Regions from separate parts of the Sus scrofa genome. Here region 1 is linked to region 2. Evidence: chromatin contacts called from public HiChIP or PLAC-seq data. All regions are on one chromosome and are shown on one strand. Each heading gives the region's core, a stretch centred on a gene start, on an enhancer-like site or on the middle of the called end of the contact. The rest is flanking DNA. Distances are from core to core; before and after follow the strand shown.

Region 1 (3,118 bases), core at 292-2,791, 240 kb before region 2:
GCTATCCTGACAACCCAAAAACTAGTTTAATGAATGATGAGCACTTAAGAGACACAACCTTCAAATTAAATACTAGTCAAGACTGGACTAACTTTGATTCAACATAAAAATGACCTTTCGAAATAGCAATACAGAGACCTGCCAAACACATTCATATCTTTAAATATTAGATAGCACATTAAATATACAAGCTTTGAAAAATAAATAAATAAATACACATATAAATAAATAGAAGAAATCTCATAAGAAGTAGCCAAATGCATGAAACACAGTCCAGGTGGCCCCAGGGGCTATTTGCTTCTCTTCTTTCACTTTGATTCCGCTAAAGCTACAGCAGTAGCCAGTAAGTTTCCTCCATCTCTCTACATCAGTTGGCACTGCTCCTGTGATGAGAAAAAGGTTCATGTTAGTAGGACTTAAAAGCTGACCTCAAAACCCTGTACCAAGTGCTACCTAGACCACTGCTGCCATGTGTAGCAGAAAATGCCAGCTTCTAGAAGCTGTTTAATTGAGAATAAGGTGCCTGTGGTTACAATCTTATTATTAGCTTCAGAAAGCCAGAAGATAATGCCACATTGGGCATACATGACATCACTTAAGCCTTGGATCAAACCCCATGAAGCAGCTTTATTATTTTTCCCGTGTTATTGAGACTTAGGTTAAGTACTGTCCCTGGGGTTAAAGGAATAATAAAGAGTGGAACCTCTCTTTAGCCATTTTAGCACCACTGGCTAAATAAATCTACTTAATCTTTTAGGGACATACATTTGGTCACACTCATCTGACTGGGGATGGAGAATGGGCTGAGGATGCAAGGCTCTGGAAATATCCTTCTGACACCAGAGCAGATTAATGACCTTAATAGCAAATGAATGGTGAAATAATCATGATTTTCAGCCCTGCACCTAAATCGTGGGTTTCTCTGGTATAATTTGCAGGAGACAGAATGACTCTACTCACACGAGTGAATAAAAACTATAACTCACTTGTTTAGCATCTTCTCGATGATTTTCTTCACCATGGGGGCTGAGGGGTTGAGACAAACTTCCTGACCATTCTTGAGAGTGGCTCTGCAGAGAGCAGGGAGAATCCATGTGAGGCAGGAGGTCGGGCTGGGGAGTCAGGGTTGGGGCGTTGGGACGCTGGGGGTGACAAGGACAGCGGCGGGCAGGGAAGCTTACATGACTTCCGTTTGGTCACAGTGGGGTCCCGGGGACGTCACCTTCAGGTCCTGGATGTTCTTGAGGTGAATTCCTTGCACCGTCTGCAGGCACTGGCAGCGCAGTTCGCCGCCCACGGGGGCCCCTGCCAGGAAGACAGATTCGGTTAGTGGGGTGTTCTCCGACGGGCGTCTCCCCCCCTTACCCGTCCCCGCGTCCGGCCTGGGGATGCCAGGCGCCGAGTCTCACCTGCTGTGCGCCGGCCAGCGGCCACTAGAAGCAGGAGCAGCAGCGCAGCGCGGAGGAAGCGCGGGGCGCAGGGGGAGGCGGCGATCGCGGCGCGGGCCATGGGGCTTAGCTCGGAGGGTGGCTGTCTGCTGCAGGTGGGCTGGAGGGAGTGCTGGTGGAGCGGGTTCTGTGGCTCCCTGAGCGGTGCGAACGCCTTTTATTCTGATGGGACTGGAGCTGGCAGCCCCAGGCCAGGGAAATTCCCTGATGCGCGGGTCATTCCTGGGTCCGGAAGGAAGGCGCAGCCCCGCCCTCCTCCCGCGTAATTCTTGCTTTGGAAGTGTCATCTTTGTGCCCAAATCCCCACGGGGGGAGTCACAACTTAGTGGAGAGAGGCATCTGTGACGAACGTTAGTTATTAAGGTTGAGGGGGGAAGCAGAGAGAACTTGCGTGTGCTCTTTACGCATAAGTATCTTGGGGTTTGATGATTTTATTTACGTCCGCCTAAATACACTGTTATAACACAGTTTTAGCATATTATACATTAGAAAGTTCCCCTACTTCCTGGTATTTTAAAAGCACAGATAAATCACACTTTGTGTCACAGCGTCCCTCATGGGTGAGGGGACGATCAGTATCAAAAATTGAATTCAGTGTTTAATGCGGAACAAAGTGTTGTAATCCCACTTAGCTTCCTTTCTCTGGGAAATTCTGGAACTTCCACAGCTCGAGTAAGTCCATGAATACCACCTTTTTGGTGTCGAGGGTGTTGATTAATCCTTAAAATACGGATTAATGTTTGGATCTGTTGCGAGGAGAGCTCACAGGTCCACGGTTTCTAGTTTTGTCCAAGAATAAAACAGGTAATAGAAATCAAGAGCGGATGCGTAGTGTGAGCAGCACGCTTTGCTCATCCAAGCAGCAACAAAACAAAACAAAAACAAAAAAATCGTGTTCCTGGGAAGTAGCTTAGAGCTAGATCACGCATCGCATCTCCGTTCCTTGTTTATGGTCACAAATCTCATTTCATTTCCTTGTTCTATGGCCTTTCCTGCTTCTAGTGATTTGATTTCCTCTCTAGAGAAAGAATCACAGTCAAATTTTATTTCTACTGACTTCTAATGAGGCATTTCAAGCTATTAACTGGAGACTTTGTCATTGTGTCATTTTCATCCTTAGTTGTAATGTCTTTTGTTGGATTATATTCAGGTAGGTTTCAGATGGTTTAGGTGTGATTCTGAATGCAGATCTGTGAGAGCTATGGACATATCCCGTGGGAAGCAGGTGGGGGGATGCTATAGAGATGAGGGAGGCACTGAGCAAGACTGCTCTAGATTGCTAGAGTAGGAATTCAGCTCCCCAGATTAATGGTGCATGACTTCCAACCTGTTTGTGCCTTAGTTTCTCATCTGGAAAATGGAGCTTAAGGGTAGTATCTACTTCAACGAGTTGTTATGATGAATAAATGTTTTGACATTTAAATACTATAAATTATATATTAAATGCTATAAATAATTTTAAGTAAATAAAATAGAAATTTCTTTTTCTGTATTAATAAGCTGAAACTAACCTGGGGATAAAATCTTTGTACAAAGAGAAAAGAATTATTGGAAAAAAGAAAAATCCTCCAATATAAAATGTTTGTATATTTTTTTCTTAAAAAGAAAATTTAGAATGTTTTTTTTTTCTAGTTTAATTGTTGGGTAATTTTGTAACTCTAGTTTTAGGA
Region 2 (2,963 bases), core at 441-2,940:
GCAGAGAAATGGGCCCAGCAAAAAAAAAAAAAAAAAAAAAAAAAGTATCTTCCAAGGCCATCAAAGAATAAATAATCTTTGGCATAACACTGTTCCAACGCATTCAGATGATCTACTTATCTCAACAACTAGAGCAGCAAATGCTCGGAATCAGTGAGGCAGGCCCGGGGCGGGGTGGGGTCTGGGCAGCCAGTCCCTGGCACGGCTTTAGTAAGGCGGCCTCCATCCAACAGGTCAGACTCAAAGACCACGGCTTCCCTGGGCCCACATCCCCTTCGTGTGACATGTGTCACTCTCACTAACCCAGTGGACTGTCAGGGAGGTCAAAGCCTACTTATTCCCCCAGCTCAGCCCCCACCACGTGTCCAATCTCCCCCCCAACCCCCCATCACCACCCCCTGTACGTCTGAGCTCGGTGCCATACCTGTCAGGACTGCTTAACGGGCAATTTTAAAACAGATTAAATTTAAGACTCCCTGTTTATGTCCTCATTCTGACTTTCCATACAGCATCCCATTTATTCCTCAAGTAAGACCTTTCCTCTCTCCCTCTATCCTTTTTTACCTTCCTTCCTTCCTCCCCAGCATTTATTGCTCCTGATGATAAATATAATTCACATTCAGTATTAGAAAATATGGGCAATAGGAGTTGCCATCATGCCGCAGTGGTTGACGAATCCGACTAGGAACCATGAGGTTGTGGGTTCAATCCCTGGCCTTGCTCAGTGGGTTGACGATCCAGCGTTGCCCTGAGCTGTGGTGTAGGCTGCAGACGCGGCTCGAATCCCCCATTGCTGTGACTCTGGCAAAGGCAGGTGGCTACAGCTCCAATTTGACCCCTAGCCTGGGAACCTCCATATGCCATGGGATCGGCCCAAGAAATCACAAAAAACAAAAAAAGAAAAGAAAAGAAAAGAAAAAATGGGCAATAAAGAAAATATAAAGAAGACACTAAAAATTATCTGTCATCTCACCCCTGAGAGATAAAAATGTTGATACAAATGTTCCAATGATGTGCTTATTTTTATTAGCCTATATCTCAAAATTTGTATTGAACTGTACAGCCAACTGTCTGTTCTGTTTATTTCACCTTGTATTCTGCATTTTTTTTTTTTTTTATCTTTTTGCCTTTTCTAGGGCTGCTTCTCGCGCCATATGGAGGTTCCCAGGCTAGGGGTCCAATCAGAGCTGCAGCTGCTGGCCTACACCACAGCCACAGCAACACAGGATCCGAGCTGTGTCTGCAACCTACACCACAGCTCATGACAACACTGGATCCTTAACCCACTGAGCAAGGCCAGGGATCGAACCCACAACCTTGTGGTTCCTAGTCGGATTCGCCAACCACTGAGCCACAACGGGAACTCCTCTTGTCAGCATTTGCTGTCAGTACATACAATGTTGTGCTGATTTCTGCTGAACAGTGACCTAGTCACAAGTCACTTTTTTAAACATCTTTATTTGGGGCCCTTTCCCTTCTCCACCATACCAAGCTGGGCCCTCTTGCTCTGGTCTGGATCACCACAGAAATCAGCTCACTGGTCTAACCTCAAGCCTCATCCTTCCACCAGCCACTCATCTCACCAAGTGAACTTTTTTTTTTCTTTTTTGGCCACCCCACAGCATATGGAGTTCCCAGGCCAGGGACCAGATCCAAGCCACAATCACAACCTAAGCTGCATTTATGACAATACTGGATCCTTAACCCCCTGTGCGGGGCCGGGAATCAAACCCTTATCCCAGGGCTCCCAAGACACCACAGACCCCATTGCACCACGCAGGAGCTCCTGAACTTTCTAAAATGCAAATCTAACCATGTCTTTCTCTGGTTTTAATCTTCAGTGATCTTCAAGATAGAGCTGACAATCCTTGGCTTGAGAAAAATCCGTCTCCCCTGGGCACCTCTGGGGGTCTCCAGACTCTCTGGGTCTGTCTGTCTCTCCCTCCCTTGATGTCAGTCCTTCCAGTCTAAGCTCTTTGAGCCCAGAGCACACTCTGTCTGGGTCTGAACACCCTTCCTCCACCCACCCGACCCCACTCCATTTTTCACTCTGCAAACCCACTGGTCCTTTACAAAGTCTAGGCAACAGCATCGCCTCCAGCTCACCTTCAGACTGCCCCCTCTGGCTTCAGGTCTCCCAATCTGCTGCCCCCTCACTCTGTGAGCTACCTCCAGCCTCCCAGGCACAGCAGAATCACCTGGAAGCTTGCTGAAACACAAATCTTATAACTCTACTCCTAGAGTTTCTGTTTCACCTGGTAGGGGTGGGGGTTAGAGCGCACATTTCTACAAGGTCCGAGATGTTGCTATCCAGAGAACAAACTTTAAGCCCCACAACTCTAGCCTAATGTATTGTAGCCTAAGGGATTTCTGCTGTTTCTCTCTTCTGGTCGGTGATTTCTGTACAAGAGAGTCTGAAATGAATCCTAAGACCCTTGCATACGCTGAACACCTAAAATATCTCCTGAACAGAGGGCCCCTTCCAGGAGTCCTGACTCAGCAGCCTAGTGCTAACCATGACCAGCCACAGGCTGCTTCCTCTGCAGGCTCCTCAGTGAAGTATTCCCGCAGCATGACTCAGTAGAAATTCCTGTGCAGTGCCGTTTGCAGACACACTGCAGGAGTCATGAGTATGAGCCCCTTGACCACGTGGGGAATTTCCTGAGGATTTTGGAAATCTCCCTTTAAATCCCCTTTAAATCCTCAATGAATTTTCTCTCACAGATGCCTCTGAACTCAGAAATAATAAGGCATTGTTTTCCTAAGGCTAAAAGCATCTTTTGTACAAACGTCTCTGATTAACTTTGCTATTAATAGGCACAAAAAGATAGAGAGGAAATCGCATAATGTTTATCTTAAAAATATTGGTAAAAATTTCCCCCATGCAAATATCTGTATTTCTGGTACAAGGTAGGGAGCAAGAAAGGAAGAATCCTCTGTTTAGGAAAATATAATGTCATGGA

Evidence for each region. HiChIP or PLAC-seq counts read pairs in DNA pulled down with a chosen protein or histone mark.
Region 1: a contact with region 2 is called in an H3K27ac HiChIP or PLAC-seq map of alveolar macrophages. The contact joins the promoter of CXCL2 here to the enhancer-like site in region 2. A contact is called at or near these places in 1 of 5 promoter capture datasets (liver), 15 of 47 Hi-C or Micro-C datasets (adipose tissue, alveolar macrophages, embryonic fibroblasts and 9 more) and 2 of 2 datasets of contacts at active chromatin or transcription factors (alveolar macrophages and skeletal muscle).

Annotation. Positions count from the first base shown.
Region 1 is chr8:70,155,676-70,158,793 of Sscrofa11.1, reverse strand. It overlaps CXCL2 (chemokine (C-X-C motif) ligand 2), which reads right to left and starts at 1,541. Exons shown (of 4, transcript NM_001001861.2): 1 at 1,410-1,541; 2 at 1,182-1,305; 3 at 987-1,070; 4 at 1-383. The coding sequence starts at 1,509. The coding sequence ends at 368.
Region 2 is chr8:69,916,973-69,919,935 of Sscrofa11.1, reverse strand. No RefSeq gene overlaps it. Among named protein-coding and RNA genes, the nearest start is that of CXCL8, 14 kb to the left of the region's middle. Within about 2 kb of position 1,690, at least 15 of the 83 cell types and tissues checked have an H3K27ac peak or open chromatin away from gene starts, as enhancers often do. A contact at or near this core is called in adipose tissue, alveolar macrophages, embryonic fibroblasts and 2 more, where this site is marked.